5 separate regions of the Mus musculus genome follow, and regions 2, 3, 4 and 5 are each linked to region 1. A link is a contact called in public HiCAR-type, HiChIP or PLAC-seq and promoter capture Hi-C data. All regions are on one chromosome and are shown on one strand. The core of a region is the stretch at or near the end of the contact, and the rest is flanking DNA. Distances in the headings are between cores, read along the strand shown.

Region 1 (2,700 bases), core at 169-2,668:
AAGAAGATGATGATGATGATTCAGTACCAAACACCACTGTTCTCATTGTTGTGCAGAGGTCTAGTGGTATGATCCTCAATACATTTTATGAAGATATAGATGTATTTCATGTGTGGCACACTCGTTTTGTGTTTCAAGGAAGTAGTTTTATCTTAGCTTGGATTTTATTACTATTCCTAACATTGAAATTCAGAATATTCAGTTCTATAAGGTGGTTCCCCCAGCATATTTTACTCAGTTATTCTAATCTACCAGAAAGGCAACATGCTGAAGAGTAAGAAAATAACTTTTCACTGCTGTATTCCCAGCACTGGGAGGCGGTTAGGGGCAAGGCAACTATTTTCTTTGGGGGTGGGGGGGTTCACAGTCTACAGGATTCCCAAAAAGGACCAGTGGTAGGGTTTTATGACATTATAGATCTAAAGTGTATGGGACGGGAGAGTGTTTAGAAAAGGCAAAGCTAAAATCTCCTTATGATGTTCTTTGCAACACAAGAATTTAAGAAATGGGCTCAAATAAATCGTATTTACTGTATTTTCAGAGCCTAGGAAGTCACGACTTTTTAGACATGTACTGGATAAATATCAGTCGAAGTAACTGCCTTCGTCCACATTCCTTTTGAATTCTAGACGCAGCCGGGTCTTTACTCCATAGAAAGCAATGGAGCTGAAACCGTAAATCCCTTAAAAGGTCAGGAGCAGTTAACAAGGCTGAACTAGCCCTCATGGGCAGTGCCACCCAGGCCGAAAAGCGATGGAGGAAGAAGAAATCAAAACAGGCTTAAAGACGGGGGAAAAACAAAACAACAATACTGAGCAAGCCTAAGAGGAAAGACATTTCTGCAGTGGGTGTTTGCAGGAAGCCACTGCAATTAACCGCAGGTCACCATCCCCTGCCAGTAGGCGATCACCTCGGTCAATGCCACCGGGGCCGTGGAGACGACTCCGACCCCACTTTTAAAACGCTCTCATCAGGATCGCCCGGGTTTCCCCCCGAGTTCCTCGGGAAGAGCAACCCCCACAAGCACCTAATGCACGACCCGTGTCCTCTCCATTCAAATCACGCAGCCAATAGGAAAACCCTCCGCCCCGGGCAGACGCCTCGCGCGGCCCGCCGAGCCCGGGAGGAGGCAGGCAGGTCAGCCCGGTCCCGCCTCGCCGCCCGACCCGGCTGCCTCTAGAGCTCTCGGTCCCGCCGGACGAGACAACCTTCCTTCCCGGCCTCCTCCCTTCCAGGAGCGGCCCAGCCCCCGGCTGCCAGAGCCACACCCGCTTCCCTCCGGTAGCGCCCCCGCCAGCGCTCGGCCCCCGAGCTCTTCCTGGGCCGGGCCGAAGCCGAGGCCCAGGCCGAGGCGGGAGCGCGCATGCGCACTGGGCCGCAGGGCGCCTCCCCGGCCGCGATCTCGCGAAGTTACGCTCAGCCGGGCCGCGGCTGACGGACTGACGGGCGGGCGGCCGTGCCGGGGGCGGGAGGGCGTCTGTGGTAGGAAGAGAGGCCCGCTCGGCCGGGCTCGCCCCAGTGCTCTGTGGGATACTGGAAGTCTCGAGCGTCTCCTCCCCGGCTCGCGGCTCCGCTCCGCTCCGGCCCCTCTCTCTCTCTCTCTCTCTCTTTCTGTCGCCGACGCGGTCGCATACTCCCCCCGGCGGCGTCCCCTCGCCGCCGCCGCCCCCTTCCCCCCCGCCCCAGCTCGCGATAAGAGGAGCCGGCGGCTGGAGAGGGGATGAAGATGGCGGACGCGAAGCAGAAGCGGAACGAGCAGCTGAAGCGCTGGATCGGCTCCGAGACGGACCTCGAGCCGCCCGTGGTGAAGCGCCAGAAGACCAAGGTGAAGTTCGACGATGGCGCCGTCTTCCTCGCCGCCTGCTCCAGCGGCGACACGGACGAGGTCCTCAAGCTGCTGCACCGCGGCGCCGACATCAATTACGCCAATGTGGACGGACTCACCGCCCTGCACCAGGTCTGTGTGCCCGGCGTCCCCTCATCCGGACCCCGGAACCCCGGGGCCCGCTGTGGTGCTCGCGCCCGGGGCCGGGGCTGAGGCCGGGGGGTGGCGGGAGACTCCCTGCTTGCGGGTGAGGGGGCGGCTCCGTCGCGGGAGGCTGGCTGGGGCGCGGGGCTCCGGGCCCCCCTCCAGAGCCGCTCGCCCGCAGCCTGTGCAGTTTGGGGGGGGACCCGGCCGATGTTCCTGGGCGCGGGGCAGAATGGACTGTGGTCCTCTTGGGGGCCTCCAGGGCCATTTGTGGACATGTGTCTGGGTCTGGTAGTCTGGGTCAAGCCGAGCCGGAGAGTAATGGGTTGTGCCGAGGCCCGGTGTCAGTGATAGACCGTGGGGCGGGGAGGGTTGTTGAAAAAAAAAAATCCACTAACAGGGACTCTTGGGGCAGATGGAGCCCACTGGCCTGGAGGTGGGCATTGGTGTTGGTGTACATTTTTAGGACTTGATTACAAATGAGGATGATGATATTAGTGATCCCGAACCCTTAAAGCCCGAACCCTTAAAGCCGGGTGCCCCGAGCGAACGATTTCCTGTTTTCTCCTTTATTACTCTTGGTCACTGGGGAGGGGGAAACGGGGTGTAATTAGCTAATCCGGAGTGGCTGAAAGAGAGGGGATTGGTAGTGAATCTGATAAGGGAAGTCTTCCCGAGTGGGCTTGCCCACCTCGTAACTGGAGTCTATGGGTTCCTGTACTCGAAGTTGG
Region 2 (2,700 bases), core at 194-2,693, 2.6 Mb after region 1:
GCACAGGCACCTCCACACCAGCATGGGCACCAGAGGTCCAACTCTGATCCTTCAAGCACTTTATTGGCTGAGCTATCCCTATAGTCTTCAAATTGTTATTTGCCATAGACATACTTTTTTTTTAAGCTACTATTGTTTATTTGTTCATGCGGATTGTTTTACATGCGTTCTGGTCTTTTCTAAGGTATAGTCCGGTAGCCATTTTCAGGCTGAATGTACCAGCAGACTGGAGTAAAAACCGAAGGACTTGAGTAAATATTTTGAATTCTTCTGATGGCTCATTGTACATTTTTGAGAGCTGAGAGGTGAAGGGTGGGGCCTTTGCACGGAACGGCTAAGACGGGGTAATGAGAATGATAGTTTTGCGTTGAAGTGGGGAAATACTCGTGGGCATGTGTTAAAGAGGCCGTTATAAATCCCAGCTGAGGGCACCCTACAAAATAACAGTACTCGGGGAAAATCTGGGGATCAACCCAAGAAACTGAACCAGGAGCTTAGGAGAGATGAACAAAAGCGATGTCCTCCAACAGGAAATAAAAAAGCATTTGGTAAAAAGAAAACCTGAATAAATAGTGACTTAAACAAGTGCTTTGTACTTACATAAGTGGCTGAAACTGGGTACTAGATGTGAGTGAACTCTTTTAAAGTATCTTTTCAGTTTTTTGTGCAAATCCAAAACGGTTCTAAACAAGAGTTTCTCAAGAGGGGCCTAAAATAGCAGTCTTTCCTTAGGTTCATATTTTAAATAAGAATCCGAAGGAAGTGAAAGGTCTAATAGAAATCAGTAATATTCCAGAGATATTCTTGACTGTTCCCCCATCCCCCAAGCTAGTCCTTACTAGAAACTGTCTAATAACACATTCTCGACCATCTCTAATGCTCTGGAGAGGGAACACCAGGAAACCTTTTGCAAAACCCCCTTTGGTGCGGCTGCCGGGGTTGTTCCCAGGGCTAACGGGCGTGCCATCTGCTCGCAGCCCAGGTGCTAACCAGGGTTCACGTGTCACCTGGCGGCGCCGGGTGCTAGGGAGCCGCCCTGGCAGGTCCCGGCAACTCGGCTCCCGCAGGTTGCTGGGGGCAGGGCGGCGTCCGCAGCATCCCGCGCGTGCGGATCGTTTCCCCGGCTCCATCTGCTGCGCTGGGGGCCGGCGTGGGTCGGTCCCCCACAACAAAAGGGCGCCCCGCGGAGAGCGCGCCGGCCCGCGCCGCCCCGCCCCGGCTTCCCGCGTCCGCGCCCGCGTCCCCGCGGGAAACGCTCCCGCGTCACCGCCTCCAGGTACCCGGAAGGGGGAGGGGGCGAGGCGACAACAATCCGGCGGGCGGGCGAAGGGGAGGAAAGGCGCGGCGCCGAGCGCCAAGACAGCGAGGGGCGGGGCTTCGGGCCGTGCCGCCGCGCCATTGGTCGGCACCGCCCCGCCGGCCGCCGCGCATTGGTGAATGCTCAAATTCAGTCTCAAGGCGCCAGAGGAGGTGTTTTAGCGGGGACCGCGATCCAGGGCTGGAGCTTGGCTTAGGCGGGTAGGAGACGCTGTCGCTACGCGGACACCGCGGGTGGAGCGGAGGATCTGCGAGCCTTGCCCTGCCCTGCCCATGTCGCCAGCCGGCCGCTGAGATCTACACGCTCTGCCCGCTCACGCGTGCGGCTGCGGACGTCCCCGGAGAGACCCTCCATCGCGCAGCGACAGTAAGGAAGCGTGCGGCCCCCTCGGATGGGGAGGCGGGAATGCGGAGACGGGTTACCCGCCGCCCTGGATGCCGTCCCACAGGCCCCGGGTCCGAGTGCCCCCTGGGGTTGTGCTGGCTGCAGCGCTAGGTGAAGGAGGCTGGTCCCCACTACCACCTACCCCCACGATTTAGGGGTCCCCTGGGAAGAGTTTCACTTGGGGTGTGCTTAGATGCCTAGGGAGGGGCTGAGCGCTTCCCGCATGGGTTGGTCTCTAGATCAGGTTTCAGTCTACCCCCTAGATCAAACCCACTCAAAGTTGAATTCCTCCCGGTTCTTTGCGCCAAAATTAACTGACCTGGGAGACCCTGTAACTTTCTTGGCATTTGCCTAACACCTTCCTTCCTTGGTAACTATTTTGCCTGTTGCTTTTCATAAAGGATTGCAGTTTTGTTCAGTTTTTTCGTCTTCCCAGATTTCCAGTGATTCCTAAGTATATTTTAAGTGTTTGTCCGTGTGAGTTTTAATGAGGAATGGAGGGTGTCTTCATTCTTGGAAAATTCCAGGAATGCTGTAGGAAGGGAAAGTTGATGTTCACAAGTGGCATTTTGTCGTTGTTGTTGTAGGGGGAAATAAATGTAAAATCATTTTCTGATATAGTTGTGTGTTCCAGATGGAGGTGAATTGTTTAACACTAAAAGACTTGATCAGCCCCAGGCAGACCAGACTAGATTTTGCCATTGAAGATGCAGAGAACGCACAAAAGGTAAGCACAAATAAATACTTTATAGTCTCCAGCATGTTTTGGATGGTGATGCCTAGCTTTCGTCTCGTATACAGCATAATTGTGATGGCCGTTATAGAGGAGTTTTTAGAGAATGGGGCCATTGCGACCTTTGTTTCGGCTCCTCTTAAGTCATTAGTGTTGGAACCAGCTTCTGAAGCCAAAGGTGCATTCTGGATGCAGTGATCAGAAGTTTGTGATGCCTAGAGATCCCAAGGGCAGTTGAATTAATGTTGGAAGAAATTAGAAAGCG
Region 3 (2,700 bases), core at 37-2,536, 2.8 Mb after region 1:
GTGTATGATCAAGTTAAGAGATAATAGGGTATTAATACGAAAGTGGTCCTTTGTATTTACAATTAAAAAAAAAAAAACAAGACACAAAAGCCAGGAAGAAATAAAATCAATCGAATGCAAAGTAACCACGTTTATTCGAACACCACGGATCTGGACACCATTCTCAACCTCAAAACACGACCTGAGTTCTGCAGGAAGCTGCGCTACACTTTCCTGCCCTCCCCGCATCTCACCGTGCACCGATGATAATAATAATAATAATAATAATAATAATAATAATAATCAACAAACCTGGATACACAAAGAATTGCTTCCAGGCCTTTACTAAACACAAACTCAGCTACAAACTGGGAGGTAAACAACGGGCAGAACCTGACGGCTCCGGCAGAGAAAACTGTTCCCGTCCAGGAGATACAAAAGAAAAAACGGTGGGAAACGTGTTGCGCTGTCTACCCTCCCTGACAGTCCCCAAACAGCGCTACTTTGTGACAAGCTAATGGGTGCGTGCGTTTATTCGCCAAAGTTCAGACCCTCTCTCTTTTTGTTTTTTTGTTGTTTTCTTTTCTTTTCTTTTTAATAGCCTAAGGGCAAACACACCCCGAAATTCGCTGTCCCCAGCGGCGAGCTGGTTGCTATGGCATAATCTGGAAGGACATCACTTTGCCCAGGAAAACTACGATCCCCGGGGAACGAGTGAACTGATGGGAAGGGTCGTGTCATCCGCCACCGAGAAAGAGGGGACGAGGAGAGAGTTAAAACCAAACAGCAGATCGGCTGCCTCCCCTGCCTGGGGAGGCTTGGAGCGAGACCAGGGGCTCCGGCCGAGGTTCCAAAGTGTCAGCAGGCCCCCGTCGCCCCTGCACCCGCAGGCAGCGCGGCGACACCACAGGACCATCGCCATCCCCACCTCTGTCCTCCAGGCACCGCCAGGGACGGCGTCCCAGAGCCCGCCCCGGCCGGGCCCGCCCCGCTATCTCCTCCCCCGTTATCCGCTCGCTCGCCGCCGCGCTCGGGCCTGGACTCGCTTTCTTCAGCCTCCCCCGGGGTCCCGCCACAGGTCACCGCGCCGGACGCCTCGGCCGCCGCCCCGGGCGAGGCTGAGGGAGCGAGGCCGCGGGACCGCAGGGTCCCGGGAAGGCGCTCGGCGCCGTCCCTCACCTCCGGGTGGAGAAGGGGCACGCAGCCCGTTTCGGTCTCGTACTCATCCGGGCCGTCCGCCATCTTGGTGTTAAATCCCTCCTCCCGCTGCATGCTGGGAGAAAGCGTTTCAGCCTCGCGGGGCTCGGCAAGGCGGAGGGCGAGCGCGAGGGCGAGCGCGAGCCCGGATGAGGGCGACGCGGCGCCACCGCCACCGCCGCCACCTCCTCTTCCCTCCGAGCCCCCGGGACGCCCCCTCAGCCCCTCCCGCCGCGGAGGGCGCGGGTCCCGATGCGCGTGCGCCGGCCCGGCCCGACCCGGCCCGGGGCTGGAGTGTGCTCTCTGCTGCACTGCGCCGGGGCAGCGGACCGCGTTGGGCGTGGGCGCCGCGGCCCGGGGGCGGGTCCCGGTCGGAGGCCGATGCTGCTGCTGCTGCTGCTGCTGCTCCTCGGCTCCGGCCACCCGGGAAAGGCCGCGCGCGACACAAGACGGAGATCCAGAGCCGCGCAGGGCAGGGTCCCGAGCCTTCCAAGGGCTGGAAGGGCTTAGGGTGTGACCCTGGGAGAGCAAGGATGCGTTCTCCTCGCCTCCGCACCTGTGCCTCGGGGACACCGGGAGAAGCAAGGACAAAAAAAAAAAAAAAAAAAATTGGCTTCCTTGAAAAAGCTTTTGTTGTGTGATGCCCTCTTTGCGATTGAGCTAGGGCATTTTTTTTTAAAATCCTTGCTTTTGACAAGGTCAAAGCCCCACACTTTCCCATCTGCTGCATTTTAATAGGGACCCGGGGATTCAAAAGTGAAACCTTTTTAAAATGAAAGCTCTAGAGTGTGACCCAGATAAAAATGATTAAAGCCGGCTTTAAGAGGATATTGGGGTTGGGAGGGGGCTGATGGAACAATTGCAGAAAGGATTTGTTTCTGGTTTGGGCTACTAGGGATTGTAAATCTCTACAGCGCCAGGGAACATTTAGCAAAGAGCGATCTGATTAGAGATTCTGATACTAACCAGTCCCCTGTCAAAGCCAAATCAGCCAAAGATCACCAGAGGGGAAAAAACCTGCAGTCGGACAAAGCCAGATTTACTGGTAGATCGGGAGGAAGGCACGTCAGAGGAAAAAAGGATGGGGCATGGAAGAGGAAACCCCTTTGTAAGGTTTATATTCCCGCCAAAAGAATCTGAGGAGGGTCTGGGGAGAGCTGAGATCGGTTCTGGATTGGACATAATCGATTCTGAGGAGGTGAGGAAAAACCAGGAGTAACAAGGCATTGGACGAGATCACGAGGCTAGGTCCGTTCAATACTGTGCTCTCCCAGTAACAAATGAAAACGGCAAAGTAGACCTAGTATTCGTCGGTAAACGGGCAGTAATCACTCAGAAAAAGGATGAATATGCTATTTTATAGCTGCTTCTGGTGGGGGGAAAGAAGCGGTCTCTTTGGCGCTGCCTGTCTCTGTGTGTATCCTCTCAGCAGGGCTTTTCCTTCCGGCACGGACCGATTTTCTTTTCTTCTTTTTTTTTTTTTCTTTCTTTCTTTTTTTGTCCTGGCAGAAACCAGAAACCATG
Region 4 (2,700 bases), core at 106-2,605, 2.8 Mb after region 1:
AAAAGGGAACATGAACTACCCTGCTTCCTTCAGTGAAAACAAACCAGAAGCCCCTCCCGTAAGAAGTGCAGCAAGCTGCGGAGGTAAAGCAAACAGATCGGAATCGTGAATGTAAGAATTGCTGGTATTTAGAAAAGCTCACAGCAGGCACCCATGCTTTCAAACTCCTGCCGCAATCTGGGGGAGATGTCAATCACTACTTGCACTGTTTTTCAACAGTCCTTGGTGGACAGAGAATCTGGCTGCAATTACGAGCTTATTTTGGATTGGGCCCAGCATACGACATAAAAAGGCATAAACCAGGCCTGTACTTTGTCACCGGAGGGGCCTTCCTCAACTCTGCCTCCTCCTACCCCCCCTAACAGGGCCTTTGGCAACGTAAGCGGGAAATTTTTTATTGTCGCAACGCGAGGGTACTGGCATCTATCAGTTAAAGTCATCCTAACCCCCACCAAAGAACTAGGCTATTAACAGCATGATGTTGCGCCTGGATGAAAGGGGTGATCGATTTGTGACAGAGGGGAGTAGTTTTGGTCGCTGCCTATTGCGGCGTGGAGGTCACCACTCTTCAAATACTAATTCTTAGGGCAACCCACTACTGATGACAGAGAAGTGGATCACCAAATGTCCTAGAATACAAACCAGATAGAGATGACATTATTTTGCTTTTTGTCTAGAACAATAATATGTCACCTCAAGCCCAGATTTTAGGTCCTTTCTGCTGTCTTCGCCGGCGAGACATCCCTGGACTTTTCGGACAACTGCAAACAATTGCAAACTGAAACCCGAAGCCTTTTGGCGCCAGGGTTTCTGCGTGGGTTGTGGGTTTCTTCCCCCCTCAGCAAAGAGTGGTGGGGGAAAGCAAAACACTTGGGGAATGAGGTGTTTTCATAACGTCATTTGTTTAGTCTAGATGAGGAATGCAGCTCTTTCGCGACAGGAAAGCTGCGGATTCCAGAAGCCGGGATTCTGACCAGAGACTATCCTGCACCGGGGAGTCCTGCACCCCGGAGGCTAACATATGGCGTTTGTGCAGTAAAGGGTGGCGGGAATCCCACGGGGCGACACCGGATCTCGCTGGCTCCGGGCCGATCCTGAGTGCTCCGGACGTCCCGGGACCGGCGGGTAGGAGCAGCCGGAGACGGTGGGAGACTCGGACGCGCGGGAAGCCGCAGGAAGAGGCGGGATTCCGGTCTTTTGTCTCGGGGCCAGAGCTCGAAACCCGCAGCGGGAGCCCAGCTCAGCGGGCCGGGCGGAGACCATCGCACACCCCGAGGGGCATGACCGATGATGGGCGTGGCGAACAAGGCCACGCCCAACATAAGTCTTTAAAAGCGGGCACACGCGCTCCCGCCAGTCTCCGGATCCGCCCGCGGCTTTCCTCGGTCAGACCTCGTTAGCTCCGCCCGCCGCGTGCTCCCTCCTCCCACTCGGGTGAGTCCTAGGAAGCCTGCAGCCCCGCGGTCCCTGTCATCTCCACCCCTGCTCCTGACTATGCTTCCACCCGTCCTCTCACTTCTGCCCCAATGCGGGGTCCACTAGCACACCTGCTGTCGCCCCCAGACCATCCCTGCCCTGGGACCTCATGTCCTTGGGGCAGGTAAATCATCCCCTGTGACCTTTAATTTTCCATCCTGTTCTCTGGGAGAGAGGCGAGCTGGGAGTTTCTCGTGGCCGCCAATGCCTCTTTTTGTAGCCCCAGGCTCCCTCCCAGGGCTGATTCTCCCCTTCGGGTAGGAGGGGTTAGAGGCTTCGGGGCTCCAGTGCCCCAAGGGTGTGTCTGCCCAGCCCTGACGACCTTCTCGGGAATTGGGTGGGTACTCTGGGGTGGTGGGCGTCTCCATACCCTCTGAGCTCCAGTTCTCCTGTGGCGAAACGGAGCTCCTGGCCATCGCCTTTGTTCGGTGGTCTCTGCCCACCCGGCACAGAAGGAACCATAGTGAAATTCTAGTTGAACATTCCTAGCTTTTCCTGGTGCTTTCTACCTTTAAAGTACAAACAAGGATACAGCATTGCTTGGTTCTGAAATTCTGCAACAGGTCCTAAAAGTCACAGTATGGGTTCAGAGCTAGATAATAGTTATAGGCATCCGTGAGGTAAGGGGTGAGGTGAGGGGAGAGCTCTTGAAACTTCTGCCCCCTTGGAAGCCAGGACTTTGAACTTTATTTGTTTACCTGATTACTTTTTGAGTAAATATTTGGTTTGACCTGTTTTGTTTGAGTCGCATACATTTTTACTTTATTAAATGCTTTTCAGTTCGGGGCGGGGGGGGGGCTGGGTGTAGTAATTTTTTAACTTGGGCAGCGAAAATAGTTAAATTATTGACTTTTTCAATGCGTGCTTAATCTCTACTTACATAAAACCAAAGAATCCAAAAAGGAAGTGATTCTTGTACCCAGATTCTTCAAGAAAGATTTAAACGGTAGATTTCAAAAGAGAGACTCATACAATCTCAACACTGCATACAAGTGACATTTGGGACCCTATTCTCTGCCATTGCCTTGTAATTGTTACTGATAATTCCTTCATTACTCCTCAAGGCTGTTTGACCCCACTTTTTATAGCCAGGTTGCCATAGACGTATACATCCCATGAGTCTCTGGAACACTGTTTGCTTAGTTATCTTGAATATGTTGGAGCACACCTCGGTGCTTGTTAACTGAATAAAGAAGGCGGGAACAGACAAGGCCCCGTTGTGGG
Region 5 (2,700 bases), core at 67-2,566, 2.6 Mb before region 1:
GGGGTGCAGAGGTGCTTCCTTCCAGCCCACACGTAAAATCGCTTAATATGCTTTTTCTTTCTTTCTTTCTTTCTTTCTTTCTTTTTTTTTTTTTTTTTTTTTTTTTTTTTTTTGCACCAAGGTATACCAAGGATTGTTATTGGAATTTTTACTTTGGCTGGTTGTTTGTTTAACGTGGGTTCATTAAACAGTCTTCCAAATTGCCTGGATTTCCGCAAAGAAACTTAAGCGCCTGCCAACCAGCAAGAAGCAAGCAAGAACCTGCTGCAAAGTAGGAGCGGAAACTCGTTCGGCCCGCCCAGCGCGCCTGCGTCCGTCCCGGCTGTTTGCTTTAGGTGTTACGGTTTCCGTGTCGCCTAAACCTTCAGGTGCAGATACCTGTCCCCCCAACCCCGCCCCCAAGACGCGCTTCAGCCTGACAGCAAGCAGTACCAGAGCCACCGAGGAGCCCCCACCCCACCCCCGTCGCACCGCAGCCATTGCCCCTTTCTCTCACCCACTTACCTGTCATCGTAGCAGAAATCAGCACTCAGGGTGTTGAGATACAAGGCGAGCCCCAGAGCGCTGCTCACCAACTCTGCAATCATCTCTCCACCGCCTTCCCTCCGGCTTGGCTCCCAGCGCGAGCGCAGCAGCGGCAACAAAAAACAGAAGCATCAATCCCCACCTTCCGCCGCCTTCTCCTCCTTGGCTGCACTTTTCCCCGGCTTCCCCGCCCGCCTCCTCGTCCTCCCTCCTCTCCTTCTTCCGATCCCGGGCTCCTCCTCGGGGCGCCGGGCTCCGCTGTTCCTGCGTGCTCCGGGGGTTGCGGGCTCACACCGCTCTCCCCATACCCGACAACCGCGAGAGGCAAGCGGCGATCGGCTTCACGCCCCCCGGCGGAGAATCGGGGCTTGTCCTTTTCCCGCGGCTCGCGGTCCCCACCCTAACCCATGGCACTTTGGGACGCCCTAAGGTAAAGGACTGCGGAGATAGAAGAGTGCAAGAGGGGGGACCAAAGGGCTGGACAGAGCGAGGATCTGGGACCAGCGGGAGGAAAGGAGAGACAGAGAGAGAGACCGAGAGAGAAAGGGGCGGGTGGGAGGGACGAGGCGAACCGCCTCCCTTCGCCGCCTCCCGGGCGCACGACTCCGGGGCCGTTCGCAGCAACTCGGCCGCCACCGCGGCTGCGGCACATTCACTCTTTATTGGTTCCCTCCCGGACCCCTCTCCAGTGAAGTGAGAAGCGGCGACTGGGGACTCCAAAAGCTCCCGCGTGGGGTTCTCGTCGCGGCCCCACGCGCCTGCGTGGCCAGCCCACCACCCTAAGCTAGCCCGGCCCCTTTCTCCACCCAGATCCTCCCCGCAGACTCCTCCCTGTCTACCCCCACTGGCTGGAGGCTCCGCCCACTCTTCTAGCTGCTCCAGCCTGGTACTCTGGCCCCACTCTCTTCTTCATCTTCCTTCACCTTCTTTTTGACTCTGGAAAGCCTCCCCCAAAGCCCAGGACAAAGATGACTTTTGGAAGATTGCCCAAAACGATAGCTAGAGTGTGCCCTGGGCTCTGGGAGATGGAGGAGAGAGGCGACAGGAGGAGTCAATGGTTTGCCCAGTGCTGCGGGGAGGCGCTTTGCACGCTCTAGATCGCAAGCCAAACGTCTAGTGCCAAGAGCTGTCAGGCAAAAGACTGGTCAGCTGGAGAGACTTCTCGGGACGCGGAGAGGTAGAACAGGTTTGCAGAGCGCTGGCAACCTCGGTTGACACTAAGGATCTATTGCCCCGCGCGCGCGCGATGCGTGAGCTGAATTGGGATGGAAGGGCCTGTTGAAGAGCCAGGGAAGCAGCGTTTAGGAGAGAGTTTTCCGAGGCCACGCCGTGACGGTCGACATTAATATTAGTGGAAAGACGCGTGCCCCGCAGTAAGATCATGAAAAGGGATCCAGGAAATGAAAGAGGAGAGGCAAGAAGGTAAGAAACACCCACGCGTTCCTCAGAAATTGCGTGGGGATGGGTGTCTTTAGTGGTTCAGGACTGTCAAGCTGACTCTGAGACTATAGAAGAGACCACGCTAATGCAACCCTCTACAACGGCATCCTTAAACCCAGCAGAGCGGAAAGCTAATGCCCTTTCCTTTCCGCCCGGATGCAAGACTGGATGGAAGGCATCCAACATGATGAAATACGGTGCAGAAGAATGGTCTGGGCAGAAGGAGCGCTGGGTACTAAAGTTGCATGACCAAAGAGATCCGAGAGCTGTCTGCCACACCCCCTTCCTGCCTGGTTCCCTTTCTGACTGCCCTGGTCGCTCCCTTGGACTATGATGAACACGACTGCAGCGCCCCCTGCTGTGGGGAAGCTACAGGGCACAGAAAACACGTCCTTGCAGGGCTGACTTCCAACTTCCCCTTTTGCACCTAACCAGCAAGCTCTTCAAAGATAATAAGGAAAGTGGACTCCCTGGGTATGTGGCAGCGATCTGAAAAGTTTGAACGCCTGCAGAATAAGGATGTCTGACTTCACAAAGAAATCGTTTGGAAACTGACAAATGTGTGTTCAACCTCCAACAGGCAAATTGTGATTTGATCAAAATATTATGAGCACGTAGGAAGTTCTCAAATAATATATTGAAGATGGTGATTCTTGTTCTTCAGTGCTCCCCGGTATAATGTATTTTTTAAAGTTTTTTTAAAAATCATACCAGTTGCTCCATTCGGATCCTCTC

The links. Promoter capture Hi-C pulls out the DNA fragments that hold promoters and counts their contacts. HiCAR-type assays count read pairs that join an accessible place to other places. HiChIP or PLAC-seq counts read pairs in DNA pulled down with a chosen protein or histone mark.
Region 2: an H3K4me3 HiChIP or PLAC-seq map of embryonic stem cells shows a contact between it and region 1, with 5 read pairs. The contact joins the promoter of E2f7 here to the promoter of Ppp1r12a in region 1. A contact is called at or near these places in 3 of 39 promoter capture datasets (the C10 cell line, liver and pre-B cells), 2 of 484 Hi-C or Micro-C datasets (CD4 T cells and CD8 T cells) and 1 of 115 datasets of contacts at active chromatin or transcription factors (embryonic stem cells).
Region 3: an H3K27ac HiChIP or PLAC-seq map of bone marrow-derived dendritic cells shows a contact between it and region 1, with 13 times the contacts expected there. The contact joins the promoter of Zdhhc17 here to the promoter of Ppp1r12a in region 1. A contact is called at or near these places in 1 of 484 Hi-C or Micro-C datasets (embryonic stem cells) and 3 of 115 datasets of contacts at active chromatin or transcription factors (astrocytes, bone marrow-derived dendritic cells and large pre-B cells).
Region 4: a contact with region 1 is called in a HiCAR-type map of astrocytes, with 3 times the contacts expected there. The contact joins the promoter of Csrp2 here to the promoter of Ppp1r12a in region 1. A contact is called at or near these places in 2 of 39 promoter capture datasets (liver and pre-B cells), 1 of 484 Hi-C or Micro-C datasets (embryonic stem cells) and 1 of 115 datasets of contacts at active chromatin or transcription factors (astrocytes).
Region 5: a contact with region 1 is called in a promoter capture Hi-C map of liver, with 2.6 times the contacts expected there. The contact joins the promoter of Tmtc2 here to the promoter of Ppp1r12a in region 1.

The regions. Positions count from the first base shown.
Region 1 is chr10:108,160,680-108,163,379 of GRCm38.p6, forward strand. Ppp1r12a (protein phosphatase 1, regulatory subunit 12A) reads left to right here and starts at 1,419. Exons shown (of 25, transcript NM_001368736.1): 1 at 1,419-1,957. The coding sequence starts at 1,721.
Region 2 is chr10:110,743,996-110,746,695 of GRCm38.p6, forward strand. It overlaps E2f7 (E2F transcription factor 7), which reads left to right and starts at 1,444. Exons shown (of 13, transcript NM_178609.5): 1 at 1,444-1,684; 2 at 2,337-2,429. The coding sequence starts at 2,337.
Region 3 is chr10:111,008,780-111,011,479 of GRCm38.p6, forward strand. Zdhhc17 (zinc finger, DHHC domain containing 17) reads right to left here and starts at 1,287. Exons shown (of 17, transcript NM_172554.2): 1 at 1,159-1,287. The coding sequence starts at 1,251.
Region 4 is chr10:110,918,821-110,921,520 of GRCm38.p6, forward strand. It overlaps Csrp2 (cysteine and glycine-rich protein 2), which reads left to right and starts at 1,356. Exons shown (of 6, transcript NM_007792.4): 1 at 1,356-1,434.
Region 5 is chr10:105,573,163-105,575,862 of GRCm38.p6, forward strand. Tmtc2 (transmembrane and tetratricopeptide repeat containing 2) reads right to left here and starts at 1,317. Exons shown (of 12, transcript NM_177368.4): 1 at 505-1,317. The coding sequence starts at 587. It overlaps Gm15663 (predicted gene 15663), which reads left to right and starts at 1,389. Exons shown (of 3, transcript NR_038032.1): 1 at 1,389-2,525.